2 separate regions of the Xenopus laevis genome follow, and region 1 is linked to region 2. Evidence: chromatin contacts called from public Hi-C data. All regions are on one chromosome and are shown on one strand. Each heading gives the region's core, a stretch centred on a gene start, on an enhancer-like site or on the middle of the called end of the contact. The rest is flanking DNA. Distances are from core to core; before and after follow the strand shown. Region 1 holds the start of LOC108701031 (meteorin-like protein). Region 2 has its middle 4.8 kb from the start of cyth2.L.

The links. A called contact is a pair of places that touch in the nucleus more often than the background predicts.
Region 1: a contact with region 2 is called in a Hi-C map of the XL177 cell line, with 4 times the contacts expected there. The contact joins the promoter of LOC108701031 here to the enhancer-like site in region 2. A contact is called at or near these places in 3 of 4 Hi-C or Micro-C datasets (the XL177 cell line, the XTC cell line and animal cap).

The regions. Positions count from the first base shown.
Region 1 is chr9_10L:35,155,504-35,159,414 of Xenopus_laevis_v10.1, forward strand. LOC108701031 (meteorin-like protein) reads right to left here and starts at 1,812. Exons shown (of 4, transcript XM_018235164.2): 1 at 1,476-1,812. The coding sequence starts at 1,684.
Region 2 is chr9_10L:35,103,506-35,107,731 of Xenopus_laevis_v10.1, forward strand. No RefSeq gene overlaps it. Among protein-coding and RNA genes, the nearest start is that of cyth2.L, 4.8 kb to the right of the region's middle. Within about 2 kb of position 1,791, at least 1 of the 7 cell types and tissues checked has an H3K27ac peak or open chromatin away from gene starts, as enhancers often do.

The DNA.
Region 1 (3,911 bases), core at 562-3,061, 52 kb after region 2:
TTCATCTGACACCCAACTGCTGCATGAAGACAGAATGAAGAGAAACAGATGCTGAGAGAGGAATATTTCAGAAACGATGCAGAATATTGATTTGATTAAATGTAGAAAGTTTCAGATTTCAGTATGATGAAACATATTACATTTTCTTTTTTGCCATAGTTCCCCTTTAATAAACAAAAGGAGAACAATAGGAGCACCAACAGGAGAGACATGTTCCGTAGCTCTATCTGTCTATCTATCTATCTATCTATCTATCTATCTGTCTGTCTGTCTGTCTGTCTGTCTGTCTGTCTGTCTGTCTATTGAGTATGAGTGTTTATCTGTAGGGTCGGACTGGGGGGCTGCTGCTTAAAGAACCTTCAAAGTTTCAAACCCTCCCCCCGGCCCCCTGCCCCAGTTGCAACCCCCCTCCAACCTATTTGCACTTATCTTTTTTCTTCTTATGGTTATGGCCAGGGAGAGAGTTCGGGGACAGCGCCAAAAGCGAGTCTGGGCCAGAGGGGCCCACCAGGTTTTTTCCCGGTGTCCTGTTAGCCCAGTCCGACCCTGAGGCGATGGCAAACATGGTTTATCATCACAACTTTTCTCAGAAGGCTAATGGCACATGTTTTCATCAGTTCATGTGATGTCGCCAAATATACTGTTTTACTGACCAATTGCACAAGAGTGGCTGATATCACAGCAATGACGCCACATAATACTAATCCTTTTGTAGCCGTTTAAGTACACACGTGCCTGTCTGTGCAGAAAACTCACTAAAGAGATGACAGAAATCTATTGCTGCAAAAGTAACATTTCTTTTTGATGTTTCAAGTGAATTTAAAAAAATACATTTTTTGCCCCAAGAAGATAATACCAGATTGTTACAAATATTGATTGATACATTCAGCCAGGGCAATGTTTTTTTTTTTGCTCAGCACAGTGATAACATTTTTTCTGTTCAGCAAAAAAAAAAAACGTTATCAACCGTGTGTGACATCCAACACACAGATAGTGTCTTCACAGAACACAGCATAGATTATATGATATAAGAACCAACCCAATGCAGAATGCCTGGTACAATATATAATACACTATACTGTATATAATATACACATGACATACTTTACACTTACACATACACTCAAAGCATAAATATAGCCCTTATTTGATGTGACATTATATTCATATATGACGTATATACAGTATGTACGCGATACAGTATCTCCCAAATCATACGTGTCATATATGAATATAATGTCACATAAGGGCTATATTTATATTTTGAGTGCAAGTGTAAAGTATGTTGTGTATATTATATACAGAATTAAATAAAATTAGAAAAAAAAGTTGTCTATCCAAATATTCATGGACCTAACTGTATATAATTGTTAAATGTCTAATTTCCGGGTTCCTGGCATTAACTGTAGCAGGGAATGTCCTCTGAAATGGTTCAAGTTTGGAGGTATATAGTGGGTGCAGATGAGAGAGCTTACCTTCCTTTCCAGCTGCAAGAATCCCCAGCAGAGCCCAGCTTCAGCATCACCAGTAGCAGCATCCCAGAAGCACACCCCAAGTGCAACAGCTTGTGTCTCAGCATATTGTTACTAACTGGATGTCTTGTCTGATCTACAAGCTGTGTGTATCTGCATGGCACTGCCTGCTCACTGTCTCTTGCCAGGAAACCTGCCTCTGCTTTCAGCATCAACTTTCAGCTTCCTGCTCTGAAAGAATGAAACCTCTATTCATGGACATCTATTCAAATGGCAATTGCTGGCTCACGTCAAGCAAATCAGCTAGTGGCATGGTTAATGGTTTGGACTAGTAATGGTAGACCCCCCCCCACCCCATGTGTTGAACTGTAAGTGACCAGGGCTTGTCACACACACTGAAAGCCATGTCCTGATGCACTGAAAGAATGACAAGTCACCAAACATGGTGGCTGACCACTTCCACTGTGCAACTCTGCATTAGCCCTGGGGGAGCAGTGGAATCTTTACAAGTCAGTGTGAGTATAAATTGTATTTACTTACAAGCATGCAAAATTAAATCACAAACTGAAAATGGAGCAGAAGTATGGCACTCATAGTAATGGAGTCAGCTAAATTGGTTGATGGAAACAGGGGAAAAGGCAAAGGTTTCAACCAGTTTACACCAATCAGGAACTAGTTAATAAAGCAGCTCAAAAGGTTTTAGTGTAGTTTAGTATACTTGTCAGTTTGACTCATGGTATATTAAGGGCTCTTACACACGGGCGGTTTTACCTGTGCTCCCCTGCCTTGCGCTTTCTTCCGTTCAGCCGAAGGGGATCGCAGGAGTAGACGCACTCACTTATTGTGAATGGGGCTGTACTCCGAATGCAGGTGAAATGCGACATGCTGCGTCCCACCTGCGTTTGTTGCTTACATGAGTCTGTGTGAGTACAGCCCCCTTCACAATAATTGAGTGCGTCTACTCCTGCGCTCCCCTGCAGCTGAACGGAAGAAAGCGCAATGGTAAAACCGCCCGTATGTAAGAGCCCTAAAGGAGCTTAGCTCTGTGGTTGCCAAAAGCACTTTACTGCAGGCATTGTACCAGAGATTGGTTAATTGGTAACCTGTATTCAAATTCAGGATCTGGTTCTCAGTCACATAACTACAGGCCTGTAAGTTTGACATCTGTAATAGGAAAACTTTTGGTGATGGTATTAAATCACAGTGTACTATGAGCATGTAAGAGCGTCATTTAATGCACCATAGATTCTGCCAGACAAATCACACTACAGGCTTATTCTTTTTAAATCCCCCCAATGTTGTAGCACAAAAACAGCAAAACTCCAATAATACAGGAAGCATGCTAGAAAGCAGGACTAACTTCTTATGAACCATTTACAGTATTTGCACAATAAAATTGTAGACTGGATGGCACTTTGTCACATGTGTCTTGGCAATGAGCGATCCAGACTCAAAACATGTTGTGCAAATAGATGCTTCATTAGGAGTGAGTCCTGATTTTCAGACTTTGTTGATTTTTTGAGTTTTGCTGTTGAAAGGGAAGTTCATCTTAATATCAGTGATGTAGACATTGATATTCTAAGACCAATATAATAAAATGTCTTTATTTCAGAATTTGAGAAGCAACACTTCAAGTCTGCAAGGCTCTTTATCTCATACATTAGCCCATCCCTTTATATGTCCTAACCACCAGTGACATCTACTGGCTACAATGCACAGAACAATATGTTAAGTACTCTTGCATTTCAAATTCCTAACAATTGACCAAAGCTCACAACTTCATCTACTTCATGCTAAAATAAAAAACAATTAAAACCAAAACAAATTCAGACATTATAGGGCCCTACAATACATATCTATGGATCTACTGTACCTATGAGACTCTACAAGTTATGGATTTTTATAGTTACTTAAGTCAAAAAGCCCCAGCACACGTGGCATTAAAGCCACACTCATCATCAACGCAGACTCTGTAGATAACAGTAGACAAACGGGCTATATTACTAAATGTAAACTCTATGTGTCACAATTTAGTAGACAGTAAGCTCTATGGGTCATAGTAAACAATAGGTCCATACTACAGAACACAAACTCTGTGGGTTATAGTAAAGAATGTTCAGAATAGTGATCCATAGAAATATTCCGCTTACATGGTCATTCTCATAACGTCCCTTTCTCAGGATGTGATGCTAATAAAGTAGCATGGCTTGGACATCTGAAATATTTGTATATTTGAAGATATCACCATAGATGAGTGTCAATCTGTGCAGCAGAGGGAGCAATTTCTTTTTCTTTCTATTCCTTATGGTATTGTCCCCTATACAAGCTGCTTACACAGGTTAAAAACATCTATTTGTCTCTTTTAATCCTCTCACTATAAACCATAGAGACTCTCAATGGTGGGATTATAGTGTGACCCTCTTGAGGATACTCAGGCAG
Region 2 (4,226 bases), core at 541-3,040:
CCTGTTGCAAGCTATGAGCATATTAGAAGTCACCTCGTTGCCTTCGCCCTTGTGCTTTTATAGGGTCGTGGAATTCCCAATGAAACTCCACATGGTTGCTAGTGTACTTTGGACCCTAGCAACCAGATTGCTGACATTACGAACTGGAGAGCTGCTAAAAAAAGCTAAATAACTAAAAAAATAAAAACCAATTGCAAATTGTCTCAGAATATCACTCTCTACATCATACTAAAAGTTAATTTAAAGGGGAACTTTTGGTTTGTCAGCCTCAAAATAATCTTTTATTTTGTACGTAAAGGAAAAAGAGGTGACGCTAAGCAATTCCCCAATATCAATTAAAAATGTCAGTGATATTGTAGTTAATTGTAAATGTGATTGCTGTCGAAAAAAACTTGTGTATGTCCCTTTCAGCATTGCAAGTCTACTTCTTAGCACATTGTTGTGACAGTTAGCTGGCTTCTGCTACATTTGGTTCACTTTTATGTTAGAGACCCGCGAGGGTCTATTTTCTTAGACTGTACCGGCCCCATACCGCGACCTGTGACCGGCAACCCGCAATTTTCCCCCACTGATCCTCTACCCGACCCGCAACAGGCCAATTTACCTTCCGTAGAGAAAAAGAAGGGTGATTGATCAATGCACATTCCCTGGTCCTATCTTATAAGTCATCGAATATCTATGCTAGTGCATGTATTTACGATCAGTTATGATCATAAAAATTGGTAAGCCACCACACGTCAAGGTTAACTAACTATTTAACTATTTACTACCTCTGGTCATAGTATTCAAAGGCTGGCACCTCCCTACATGGTTCCAAGTCTTGGGATAAGTGTCTCCTGACAAGCTACCTTCCGACCCGGGGGACACACAGAACTGGTAGTGATATCACTTTGGACCGGAAATGACATCACTCCGCCACCGATAATGTAAGAAAGTTGCTGGAGCCACAAAGGAGGGTGGGAGAGCTCTCACCTTTACTGGGTACCCAGCCAGGTTACCTTTAGACTGCTGCTCGCACGGGTAATCTGAGAATATTTGCCCAAAACCCAACCACTTTGCAGGTATTCCTCGGACTCGACCCGATGCAGGACTCTATTTTATAGCTATTTGTAGTATGTTATAGAATGGTTAATTCTAAGCAACTTTTCAATCGATCGTTATTATTAACTATTTTATCGTTTTTGAATTATTTGCCTTCTTTTTCTGACTTTTTCCAGCTTCCAAATGGGATCCCCATCTAAATTCGAATGCTCAAAAGGCTACAAATGTAAAGTTATTGCTATTTTTTCCCCTCATCTTTCTATTCAGGCCCTCTCTTATTCATATATCAGCGTCTTATTCAAATCAATGCATGGTTGATTAGATCATTTGGACCCTAGCAACTATATTGCTAACATTGCAAACTGGAGAGTTGCTGAATAAAAAGCCAAATAACCCCAAACCCACAAAAACTAATTGCAAATTGTCTCCGAATATCACTTGCTACATCATACTGAAAGTTAATTTAAAGGTGAACAACCCCTTTAATAGTCGGAGGTGCAGAGAATAGAAAGTAACAAAACATTACTTTTACTAGCAATTATACTTGCTGAAAATGTTTAAAGAGCACCTGTTGCTAAAATGCTGTTTCCCTCACTAGAGCTGTGTCCTCCATTCGTAGTGTTGGTAGCCATGCTGGGGCCAAGACTGACAATCTGTATGTTCTGGAAAATGCAAGAGGAACTGCTGTAAGATGCCATGGATAACCCCTATTTATTGGGCCTCTGGGGGTTTTTCTGGGCCTCAGAGTACTTGAAATGAAATGCCAGGGCCTATTTTGAATCTAAGTCTGAACATGCCTGGGGCACATGCATGCACAAACTATGTGACTTATCCCCTCTCACTCAATATGTGCATGAACATAACATGGGTTAAACTGTTATCCCGTAATGCCAGTGGAGGAAAAATTGTTGTCAAAGGGTACCCTTTAAGACAAGTAATGGATATTAGAAAGCTGATTAAGATTAAAATGTTTCTGTTGATACAGGTGATGATAAAAGTGAAAGAATGAAAAGCACGAATGAGACAAATGGTAAGGGATGTGATGATTTGAAGGTTAATGGTTCACATGAGAGGTGGCAGTGAGAGAGGTGAAAATGAGAATATTATACATGAGGAATCCATAAATATTTCCATATATATTTCAGGAACTTGCGTTGGGGGGAAATGTCTGATGGAGAAATTACTTTTGATGGAAATAAGGATGAGAAACTGGAGGAGGAATATTTTTAAAGGAGAAGCATGGTCAAATCAAACGGACTAAGGAAAAGTTTAGGAACTATGACATAGCATAGCATGCACTTCTATCTCTTGTTTCCCCCAGTTGTAGGTGCACTTACAGAAAACTAAAACTCAACAAATAACGATCATTATGTTTTAGGATGCTTTACTAGCCCAAGGCAACCAATGTCCTTCATCAGTGAAGATCAGAATATGCAGAATATGTAGTTCCCCAAGTTCTTTTCTTCTGATTCGCAGCACATGCTCTGGGCTGTTGTCACCTACGTAAGCTTAGGAACTGACAATCAGTGGCAAAACGACATATACATTATTCCCCAGCCCCTCTCCTGCCTTAAACTTCAGCAAAATATAGAGGCTCGCTGCTAGCAGGTAGTGAGCAGGCCTGGAGGGGGGCAGGTGAAGAGGGACTGTTCACACCAGACCCTCCAACGATCTTTTTTTCAAGGTACAATGTTGCTTACAATATACAGTATATTACAGAACAGAAACGTCAATTAGTAATTAGTAAAAAACGGAATAAGGAATAAAAGAGTCCTAAAATTCACAATAATTTGTGGAGTTAAAAACACCTTCCTTATCCATCGTCTGGTTCCATGGCATTTATAAGTGTCTCTAATTCCTGATCCGTTCTCTGTGAACCCGTTATCCAGAAAGCTCCGAATTATGGAAGGCTGTCTCCATTGGCTGTCTCCAATGGCAGTCATCTCCATGACTCCATTTTATTCAAATAATTCAATTCTTTTTCTCTGTAATAATAAAACTGTATCTCGTACTTGATCCCAACCCAGATATAATTAATCCTTATTGGAAGCAAAATCAAGCCCTGCCCTCCGCTGGCTAAAATTAAAATCACCTGAGTTTTCCGAAGTCGCCTGAAGTTGCCTCACGATGAAACGAATTGCCACAGGCGTTTTTCATTTTAGCCGGCGGAGGGCAGGGGGAAGGCAATTTGGGGAGATTGTCGCCCCGAAGAAGAGGCGATTTGTCACTGGGGTGACTAATCTCCCTGAAACTGCTTGTGTGGCCAGACCCTTAATGTTTACACGATTTTCTAGTAGAAGGTAAAGGTATAAAAATCCAAATTATGGAAAGATCCATTTTCCAGAAAACCCCAGGTCCTGAGCATTCTGGATAACAGTCCCATACATACTCTGCACCAGAGCCAATGTTTATCATTCCATTAGAAGAAACAACATATTTTAATACAGTTCTGGACTTTGTATGATTTCTTAGTGGTTTAGATGAGCCGACGATGACGATAATTCCATCTGTTTATATGTTTTCTATAGCATCAGGACAATTGCAAAATGTAGTCATAAAAGGCATAAGGCTAATATCACTCATCTCTGCCGTTGCAAAACAGGGTTCAGAAAGGGTGCATTTAAAATTCATCCCATGTAAATAGGGTGTAGATCATAGTGGATTGTGGGTTTTTTTTCCACTGGTGTTTTCCTGCTGGCAGAGTAAATGACACGTGTGATGTTAGCTCAACACTCAATGATTTCTTCTCTCTCTAATTGTTGGATACCACCAGAGGGAGCTGCATTTCTACTTGTAGTTTCAGTTACTGTGTGTTCTTATCTGTCTAGACAATATGGTTTATCTTGTGTTTCTCATTAGTTTGCCACCCTGTCATTTTTTTAGAAAATCTCCATCAACTAGATGATTACTTTTTCTATTAGTTTGAATAAACTGAGAATTTTTCCTAATCTAGGGGTAGGCACGCTAGAACAGGAATGTGCCTAGCACCCCCACCGAAACCACCATTGTCCCCTAGACACTCGCCTCTTCTATCTAACCCTAGTTCTGGCCCTGATGGTAGCCATTTACTAATGCCCCAGACAAAAGTGCAAAATCATGGCCAAAACGTTAGCAATGGACAGGTGCGGAAGGTGGGACTGGGTGCATAGTGAAACAAATATAGTAGAACCCTCATTTTAATTTTT